Linked DNA regions of Mus musculus: regions 2 and 3 are each linked to region 1. A link is a contact called in public Hi-C data. All regions are on one chromosome and are shown on one strand. The core of a region is the stretch at or near the end of the contact, and the rest is flanking DNA. Distances in the headings are between cores, read along the strand shown.

Region 1 (3,225 bases), core at 532-3,031:
CATCCACTCAGCAAACACGTGATGAGCACTGTGTGCCACATACCATCCTAATGTGGGATGGAGACAGACCAGTCTACCTGTCCTCACAGGCCAGCAAGATAAACAAAGCAATAGCAGTGTGCCGTGACGGGGAAAGATTGTTGTAAGGTATGGCTATTTTGAATTCAGTGGCCACCAAGGAGGTAACACTGATGTACCTGGAGGGAGAAAGAAGAACCACAGCCTTTCAGAGAAACTAACCTGATGTCCTTTCTAGAACCCAGGGGCAAAGCAGCCCTCAGCCAGGCCCTGCCAATCCTAGTGAGTCGATGAAGATCCTGCATTGAGTGGGGGGAAAAGGCCCACCATGGGAGAGGATGTGAGCCAGTGACTGTGGGAAATGGGAGCTTGAAGCTGGCAAGAACTCCAAAGTCATGACCACCCGCCCGAGCTTCGAGGGCCTCTGCCTGCAAGACTTAATGGGCCGTTAGCAGCATGCTGAGAGCATGCTGGAACCAAGTGGCTCTGCGCTGGCAGCGTCCTAATCCAGGATTAGCCCACCGTGGGATACAGCCTTGGCTTTACCCTTTGTGTTGACGTCTGCAAGTGAGTCACAGTGGTCCCTGACTTGTGGGCAGAAGCCTGAGGGGACAGTTTCAGGTGCATGATGTGTGTGTGTGTGTGTGTCTGTGTGTGTGTGTGTGTGTCTGTCTGTCTGTCCAACTGAGCATACTGCAGTCTCTAAGTTGTCCATATCAGCTCTGAGCAGACACCTGGTCCCAGGTGACAGATGAAGGGCCATTTGCCTCTCAGAAGGGACAGCCACGCTCTGCAGACCTGTCAGGCCTCTCAGGCTGATGTGGCTGAGGGTGGGAAGCAGATGGGCAATGGTCATTGCATGGGGGCAGTATAGATACCTCATGTCTTGGGTCCCAACCCTTAGAATGAGCTTCATAGCTGGACAGCCCAAAGAGGACCCACAACTCTCTCTTCACAGACTCTGCCCCTTGTTACAAAGTAAAATCAAACCAAACCTGCCACTTTTCTTTCAAGGAAGAAAGCTGCCTCTATGGTAGCCTGGTGAGCTCTACCTCACGGAGCAAGCTCTGATTTGCCAGATGTCACATGTCTGCCAGCCCTCAGAGGAGGAGGATTGCGACCCCCGCACTGCCCTCAGCTTGTGGCATCTGTCGTTAAGTGCGTATACACACAGCTCAGTTGGGTTCCCCGATGTGCTTCCAAACCATCTGTGACTTCTCCAATATTGCCCCACAGGGAGGCAGGGTCAGACCTCAGACTTTAAAACTGCCTCAATCCCATGCTATTAAACACATCTTTTTTAGCAGTCTCTGTTTTGAAAATGTCTTGGTTCCAGATCATCTTTCCCAAGAGAAATGGCTGCTCCCTTCCTTTTCTTCTTCCCCAGATGGCTTAAGGTCACCCATGGCACAGCACGTGGGTCTCCTGACACTAGGAAAGAGAGCTCAGGTCCCTTGTCAGCTCCAGAGGAAATGTCACCTTGAACAGCTGGGCAGGCTAAACACTGAATGTCACCATGGGTGATGTGAGCACAGACTGTTCTCTTGGGTGCTGTATCCCATACAGCTTGGGTCCTGGAATCCCAATTAGGAGCAGTGAGGGAATGTAGGAAGGACAGTCAGATGGACATATGTACAGTCAAGCTGGGATGCAGTGAAATTCTGCTCCCTTAGCATATTTATTAGGTATAGCACGAGAGTGGGGTTTTTGCTAGTCTCTACAGGAAGTCTATAGGGAACAGTCTCAGACTGTACACATCCTGGAGGAGGAAGTTGCAGTTGTTAGTCTTTGCACACACTGATAATCATTCATAATACTTGGTCTCCTAAGGAGAGCATGGCCCTCTTGAGTCTGGCCCCATAGGTCTGAGGGTTTGGAGTCCTTCACATGGGTCATCGATGTCAACAACAGCCATTCACTCAGGATGTCACCCATGCAGGGCTTCCTTAGCTCAGCTTCCCACACCTTATAACTCTCCTCTGTCCCTCAGCCCTGAATGGCCCTGTCAGTTACTTGTTCTTTTGACCCCAGCAGCCTTCTCCTTCACTTAGCTCCTGGGTCTTGACAGGCTGCAGCCAACATCAGGGGCACAGTCCACCCCAGGAAATGTCCTCTTGTACAGCTGGGCAGGTTGTCTCCTTCCCTCTCTTCAGTCCCACCAGGAAAGGCAGGATCTTTCTGGCCTGACCTCTTACCCCTTGATCTCTACACATGAACTCTTCTGATGGGCACTCAAGGCAGCTCAAAGGCTTAGCTACTCCTCCTTCGTGCCCATCACCAGGATGTTTCAAACAGTAAGTCAGCCTGTCTGACTTTTTCACAAGCCTTCCCCGACTTCTGCCAGTGGCAAAGTGCAGTAAGGAGGTGATCCGATGTTCCTGCCCAGCTCAGCTACCCTGCCCACCGCATTAGTGGACACAAGTGCATCTAAGTCATTTACTCCTAGAAAGACAAGTGGGATTCTGGGTCTTCTAAAATCTTATTAGATTCACTCACTCGTTTGTTTCTTTGTTTATGAGCAAATAGGGCGGGTACTTATCGGTTCCAGGGGTGCAACTTAGGTTGGGTCATTAGGTTAGGTTAGATAATAAGTGATTTCACCAGCTGAGCTCATCTTGTCTGTATACGGCTCTTGCTTGAGCAAAAATTCTGTGTTCTTCCTCTGGTCCTTTTGGTCTTAGCCAATGAGCAAAAGCCGGGAGGAATGTGTCAGTTCCTCTGTGGAGCCTTCCAGGTTCCTGGCTTGCGCTTTTGGGCTTCAGTTTGTGTGGGCCTGGCACCGCTGGGTATGGTAAGTTCCCTACCACACAGATATGACATGGAACCGCAGCAGAGACCCTCCCAGGTAAAAATGAGGGGATCTGGAAAGGGAAGCACACAGGATCACAGAAACAGTAGGACAGAGAGCTTGACTGGGGACAGCTCTGAATAAAGATCATGGCCAGACCCAAGCTGTAGGTAAGCTGGTGGGCTGACAGTGAAACCAGAGTTCATGGACAAGAAGAGCTAAGTTTCTGTTTTAGTTCAAAGGTGTGAACAAACATCTCTTGATAGTAGATAGTGCTGGGGACCCTTCTGAAATGAAGAGCTGAAAGAGCTGGGCGGGCTCTCTTTGACAGCCAAAAGCCACAACTGGTTGGAGTGGTCCAGGGACAATCAAGAGGTTCCTCTGCCACCATCTGTCCGCCTTCTTACCTCTCAGTTGTT
Region 2 (3,225 bases), core at 477-2,976, 240 kb after region 1:
AGAAGTATACAGTCCTGAGAGCTGAACCATGGCTAGCTTTAGGCATCTTCCCCTAGAGAGGGAGTTCTACTTCTTCTTTGGCGACTCTGTAACACAACGAACCAGAACTCTAATTGCTAGGATGATTTATGGACTGATATGCATATTAAGTCCCTTCCTTTTTCTACCTGTATTCTAGAAACTGTACACAGAACGTTGGGGGTATCAGCACTGCTGTGGACAAAGGAATGTGCTTCTCTTCCACCTGGAACTTACATAGCCACACCACTTTCAAGGCGGTATTCTCCCCCATAAAGGCTAAGCAGCAGAGTCCTTCCTCCCTAACCCTGAGGAATGACAGTCACTATGGCAAGCACCTTGTGAGTAACACCAACTTTCAGTGAGCTGGGAATGTATGTATGCTGTGCCCTTGAGACCACTGTAGTACAAGAGCTTGCAAGACAGGAGGACAAAACCCAGAGCTCTCTTTTCACCCACTACTACCTAAAGGACAGTCATGAAGGCTCTGAGCAACTACTAGGAAGCAACAAAGGCATTAAGGCCAAAACAGGTGGGGGCAGCTGATCAGTGTCTTGGAGTGGCTGCCAAGAAACCGAGAAGAATATGGCTAGGACCAGCTCTCTGAGAAAGACATCCCTACAGAGACCTTCCATATTTACATGAGACCCCACCCTGCTGTGGAGTTGGCAGCAACCAATTCAGGGCAAGCCAGAGCTATGGTAGGCATGCAGGCCAGCTACAGCATGCTCATAGGAATGTCACAGATGATCTTGCCATGTCATCCTCCTGGAGACTCTCCAGAAGGACACAGAAGAATAGGACTCTTGCCACTAGACCCTGGCTTCTTCAGAGAAATGAGCAGCAGTGGCTGTACTGGGAGCCAGCATTAGGATCCTTTAACCTAATGGCTATTCACCACAGTTCAAGTCACCGCTAGGTTAGCTGAGTTCCCTCCATGTCTTCTCCGGGCCTTGAAAAAAAAATCTCCCTTGCTGCCAAAACTGGCAGTCCATCCGCCTACAAGAAAGTCAGAATCTGCTTGTTTTGTGCAAAGACGCCAAGAAAAGGCGCTTGAAGGATGTCACCAGCTCTTAGAGAAGATGGTGCAAGGAACCCTCTGTCTCCTAACCATCTGTCTGAGGACAAAGTCCACAGAGCCACCCTTAATCCCACCCTAATTTGAGGCATTAGGCTATGAGCAGCCTGGACTACACAGCCTGAGAAAACAGTAACCTATGGTTGATAAGGGAATGACCCAGACCATCCCTCCTCAAACCTCAGCATTTCTCACCCTGCCCCCCCATCTAAGCCCAACTGTGCCTCTATTGCTCTGGACTCAAGCCAAGCTGCCACCAGCAACATCCTCGGAAAGAAGCAAACCACAGCAAGAAGAGGGAGCCCATCCTCCAGCCAGTGCATTACAGGGGCTGGAAGATCTCCTTCTCTGATTCTCAGGGGCACCACTTGGTCTCTTGAACTGCAGCAAGCCTAGGGCAGCCACAACAGGAGAGTAGAGTTAGCAAAATCAAAGGCTAGGAGAGAGGTGGAGAGTCTGCCAGAAGAAAAGGCATCTCTGGCTTCCTAACCAGGTTCAGTGTCTCTAGAATCAGCAGTTACAGACCCACTAAAAGGCATTTGGGCAAGAGGACCCTTGCTCTCCATCCCACTGGGTCTTTTGCAGCATTTCAATCGTCCCCACCAACAAGTGGCCCAGGACTGCCACCTAGTGGACTCTGCTCAATAAGCACGACAGAGAGGGGCCAGACCCGAGAGAGGTTGGGGGTGGATGTACAGCAGTGTGACCTCATTCCCAAGATTCAGTGGGATTCTCCCAAGCTGTGCAATAAGCCAAACTTTTGAGAAAACAGTTACCCAGGAGTCAGAGTGAAAAGCAGAAAGAAGTCAGTTTATGAGTCTGTCCTCCTTCCCAACTTTTCCCAAGAGCAGACAGCAGCTTCCCTGCTCACACCTGCCCTATGGCAGTACAGGAAAGGAAATTCATGGAGTAGGCACACCAATTCCAAATGCCCTTCTATGCTGCTCCTTCCAGAGATTTCAGGACATGAACTTCTTAGAAAATACTTTCCATGGCCATAGGAAGTGGCTCACTGTGGACACAAGAGGTGCTCCCGAGAGGAAGATAGGAACCCAGATCGAGTATGTCTGGTAAAGGGTTGCACAGACCTAGTATACGTCAATGTCCGGGGCCCCTCTGCCTCCCTTTGCTTCCTAGCCAGGATGAGATGAGCAACTTAGCTTTGCCATGTCCTTCCACCTGCCTCCTCACTGCCAGAAATATAGCCAGCTATGAGCAGAGAGTTCTGAAACCATGAGCCCAAGCAAGCGGTACCTCCCTTTCAACTGTATCTCTCAAGTATTCGTCACCGTGGCCAGCACAGTTCCTAATGGCTCCTAGAGAACAGAAGCCACACAGAGTTCAGAACAAGATGAATGTGGGAGTCACTGAGGGTGGGGCAGTGAGGAGGCAACAGCAGAGAGTGAGAATTTCCATCTGTCCCCAACAGCCATGCCTCCCTCCTCCACTGTGACAGAGCTTCAGCTTGACGACAGTTAGACACAATTCCTAAACAGCTTATAGCTGAGAGAGGCCACAGGACCGTCCAGCCAACAGGACATGTCTAGAAATGGTGTGCTCAGTTCTGTTCTTGCTTTTAAACTGGCCGTGATCTCACCAGGCCCCCCTCCCCATCAGGGAGAGCTGGAGCAACCACCTGGAAGCCACACATGCTGAGGCTGGAAACCCTACGAGCCCAGACCACCGAGCTATGGAAAAGGGTGCTGGGTCTTTCTACTTGTGTCACTCACTGTGCTGCTGGGCTCCCAGTCAATATCCTGCCTATCTACTCAGTCCTCCAAGACAATCAGTGTCCTGTCTGATCATCACAACTTTCCCTGGGATGGTGGTGAGCCTCCCACTGATCTTGCCTCCTCCACTCTGAGCCCTCCTCCACCTTGATAAAGACCTACCATAAGCTCCCTCCTATCTCCAACCCTGACTGTCCCCTCTGCTTGAGAAATCTTGTGACTTGAGGACTCCCTTGCTTGCCCCTTTTAAGTCACAGCTTTCTCAGCTTATGACCCCAGGCTTGTCAACGAGTTCTCCTCCTCTGACCTTGACTGCAGTGCTGCCGCTCCTCATCCTCAGACCTCTCCCCCTCCTCCCTCAGTCTAAGTCCTACTGACCCTCAGGCTTGGTCCAAGTGT
Region 3 (3,225 bases), core at 317-2,816, 180 kb before region 1:
CCCGTTCTCCTCCGGCCCAGTGTGAATTGTCACCGCGACAGGCAATGTGCAGGTGCTGAGGCTTTTGAATGCCTCCAGTGGGTGGGAATTTTGGAACCTAGTGCTTTGTTAGGGGAGAAGATGGTCTCAGGTTTGAGTACACGGGGTCACCCAGCCCCCTCATCTCATGCACAGTAAAGAACATGGCGCCCTGGGGCCCCTAGAGGGCAGAACTTGCCAACCTTGGGCAGCAATGGGACTCCCTCCATAGTTGAGTATTAGAGGCAGAAGGGAATGATGCTCCAGTAAGAGGGGGTGGAGGAGGAGACAGGCCCAGGCTGAAAGGAGCTGGAGGTATGGACTGTAGGAGCAGAGGCTTCATCGGGTAGAAGTGGTGCTGTCTATCCTGGATCAGAGCCAGCATCTCCATCTTTTCCCCAGAAATCCAGGACGTGGAACTAATCACAATGGTCCTGTGAGGCCCATCAAAGACAGGAGACTTATGTCAGCTCTGACCCATGTCTCCTTCCTGAAGCTCCAGGAAGCCGGGCAGCTGCTATGACAACCTCACTTAAGCCAGACGCCAGTGAGGATAAAGATATGTGTCCTGAGACTCCAAGTTCTCAGAGGTCCTACCTGGAAGACTCTCCTCACCCAAGGACTCCCTCCACAGAGCAGTGGTGACATCTTCATTTCTGATTGGGTCCTGATGGTGCCCTCCATCTCCCCCCACCCCCAGTTGTGGTTTATCATAAAAGGTCTGAGGTTCTGGCTCTCTGAGTAGACATGCTTAGTTGTGAACTCTGGAATCAGCACTTGGACCATGATGCCACTTCACAGTCAACCTAGGAATGAAGGGTATGGAGGATGCCGTCCACTTGAACTTAGATTAAGGATGGCCCGTAATACTGGCCCAACCCACAAACACAAAGGCATCTGCTGTGAGTGGGATACTTCACAGTCTGTAAATCCTGTGTCAATGTAGCCATTCGAAAGATCTGAGCAATGTACAGAGAATGCTAACCATAGAAACCTCGGGTCACAGCAAAGAAGGGCATGGCTTTCTATCTCATAGCCCAGGCTGTGTATGAAAGCCTTTAAGAATCACACACACACACACACACACACACACACACACACACACACACAGAGAGAGAGAGAGAGAGAGAGAGAGAGAGAGAGAAAGAGGCAAAGAGAGAGAGAGAGGCAAAGAGAGACAGAGGCAAAGAGAGACAGAGACAGGGGGAGACAGGGAGAGGCAGAGAGAGAAAAAGAAAGAAAGAAAGAGAGAGAGGAAGGAAGGAAGGAAGGAAGGAAGGAAGAAAGAAAGAAAGAAAGAAAGAAAGAAAGAAAGAAAGAAAGAAAGAAAGAAAGGAAGGAAGGAAGGAAGGAAGAAAGCAAGAAAAAGAAAGGGGGGCAGGAATGTGGTTTCCTTGGTAGAGGGCTCACCTACCCTGCAAAATCCAAGAGCTGCAGAGGGTGGGGTTGTCTTTTATGTCTCAACTCTAATGGATGAGGAGTGAAGGGCAAGGAGTTACAGATGAATTCTGTCAACAGGGCTAGGTTTCCAGCAGAGCTGTGCTGTGGTCCTGGGATAGAAGAGAGACAGGGAGCTGTCTGTGGTAAGGCATTGGGGAGGAAGGAAACTGAGACCTTGGTCCTGTGCAGGATTGAGAAGGGACTGTGTTGGAGGCCTGCAGGGCTAGGACACAGCCTCCTGATGGGAGCCTGAGAGCCACTGAAGCCGTTCAGCCAAGGGGTAACCCGTTTTACATGTCTAGAGCAGTACCATGGCTGGGAAGAGTGGGGGACACTGGAGTAATAAGAGAGCACAAGAGCCAAATTAAGAGACAAGTCAGTGGGCATCAGGCCTGACTGGGGCCGTGGAGGGACAGATGTGGGTGAGGAAGCGTGCTGGGCCTGGAGCTGGGACGAGCAAGATGAGACTGGCAGTTGTGAAGGGAGTGAGGTCAAGGGTACACGTGTGACAGTCGATAAGAACTACCCTGCTTAGGATAAGGCTGTATAGATACCAGGAAGACCTTGATATCACAAGTCCATCCTCGCCAAATTAATGCACTTCACATCATTCTACTTCAAAATTCAATTTTCCTTGCTTTAGATCTGCATAAAATAGTGTTAAAGTGCAAAGCAGCGTTAAAGCAGAGACACGGACTAGAGTAAAATGAGCTCGAAAGGGTGTTCCATTCCCCTCCTATGGGGTCGGGGGTGGTGACTGTGGGGTTTCTGGAGCTGAGAACAGAGGAATGAGCCCACATGCACCGGAGTCCAGAAGAAGAAAACCACTGGTAGGATTGCTCACAGTTAATTCTGTCTGCTGCCCAGAGAGCAAAGCAAGACAATGGAAAAGAAAGAAAAATGTAAATGCATCTTTTACTCTCCTGATGTAATTGTCATCTGGGAGGCTGCCTGCTGAATAAGCTCACCTCCTCTAGCTCTTTCTGAACTCTGGCTGGCTGGTTCAACTCAGCTGTTCTGGCTCAAAGCTTGACTGACTTCAATATCCCTTCTTTCAACTTCTCACTCAACTGCTCTGCTTGGCCTCGGACTAACTCTATCAGTCTGTTCTAATCCTCTGGCTCCTTATGTCTTCACCTGCAACCTGTCTCTGTAAAACTGAAAAGTGTCCCATAAAACTTCCTCTTCCCCTCCTCCTCCTTCTCTTCTCTCCCTCTAACCTCTCCCTGTCCCCCTCAGCCCCTCTCTCTCTGCCCTGCTCTTTCCCCTCTGTTCTCATGAGAATTGGGTGTATGCTGTCTCTGACTCATTCTGTCAAGTTGTTCTCTGATTCAACACTTTGTCTGCCCCTCAATTAGATGTCACTTTGAAGCATGGCTGATTCCTTCTACAAACTAACTTTACCTTCAATGTTTGGTGTTAAAGGTGTGTAATAAAGGAATGTCTATATTCTAGCCAGAGGGATTAAAGGTGGGTGGCATGTCTGCATTCCAGCCAGACCACACAGGCCTAGATGGTCTTTGGATGTGATCCCTTGCCAGATCAGCCATGTTGCTGAATTAAAATTCTTCTACAGAAATATGTCCACCCTATCCTAGCTCTGTTCCTGTCCTCACCCTGCTGACAAACATGTCCTGGATATGGGGACTTTGCTAAATGTTTTGTGTTTGTTGTTTTTTTTTTTTGTTTGTTTGTTTTTTTTCAGCATTGGAGCCCTGCAATTCTGGGAGAGGTAGCTGCAGATGTCTTGGGGGACAAACAACAAAA

The links. Hi-C and Micro-C count contacts between places; a contact is called where the count stands out from the background.
Region 2: a contact with region 1 is called in a Hi-C map of bone marrow-derived macrophages, with 33 read pairs. The contact joins two enhancer-like sites. A contact is called at or near these places in 4 of 484 Hi-C or Micro-C datasets (bone marrow-derived macrophages, muscle stem cells, olfactory sensory neurons and 1 more), 2 of 115 datasets of contacts at active chromatin or transcription factors (extraembryonic endoderm stem cells and trophoblast stem cells) and 3 of 9 other capture datasets (adipose tissue, liver and pancreatic islet).
Region 3: a Hi-C map of the 63-12 cell line shows a contact between it and region 1, with 2.5 times the contacts expected there. The contact joins two enhancer-like sites. A contact is called at or near these places in 1 of 15 datasets of contacts at CTCF or cohesin (pro-B cells), 5 of 484 Hi-C or Micro-C datasets (the 63-12 cell line, CD4 T cells, bone marrow-derived macrophages and 1 more) and 1 of 9 other capture datasets (embryonic stem cells).

The regions. Positions count from the first base shown.
Region 1 is chr6:89,309,955-89,313,179 of GRCm38.p6, forward strand. No RefSeq gene overlaps it. Among named protein-coding and RNA genes, the nearest start is that of 4930512J16Rik, 26 kb to the left of the region's middle. Within about 2 kb of position 1,782, at least 18 of the 459 cell types and tissues checked have an H3K27ac peak or open chromatin away from gene starts, as enhancers often do. A contact at or near this core is called in the 63-12 cell line and bone marrow-derived macrophages, where this site is marked.
Region 2 is chr6:89,551,770-89,554,994 of GRCm38.p6, forward strand. All of the region lies in intron 4 of Chchd6 (coiled-coil-helix-coiled-coil-helix domain containing 6), which reads right to left. Among named protein-coding and RNA genes, the nearest start is that of Chchd6, 42 kb to the right of the region's middle. Within about 2 kb of position 1,727, at least 38 of the 459 cell types and tissues checked have an H3K27ac peak or open chromatin away from gene starts, as enhancers often do. A contact at or near this core is called in bone marrow-derived macrophages, where this site is marked.
Region 3 is chr6:89,128,120-89,131,344 of GRCm38.p6, forward strand. No RefSeq gene overlaps it. Among named protein-coding and RNA genes, the nearest start is that of Gm1965, 11 kb to the right of the region's middle. Within about 2 kb of position 1,567, at least 3 of the 459 cell types and tissues checked have an H3K27ac peak or open chromatin away from gene starts, as enhancers often do. A contact at or near this core is called in the 63-12 cell line, where this site is marked.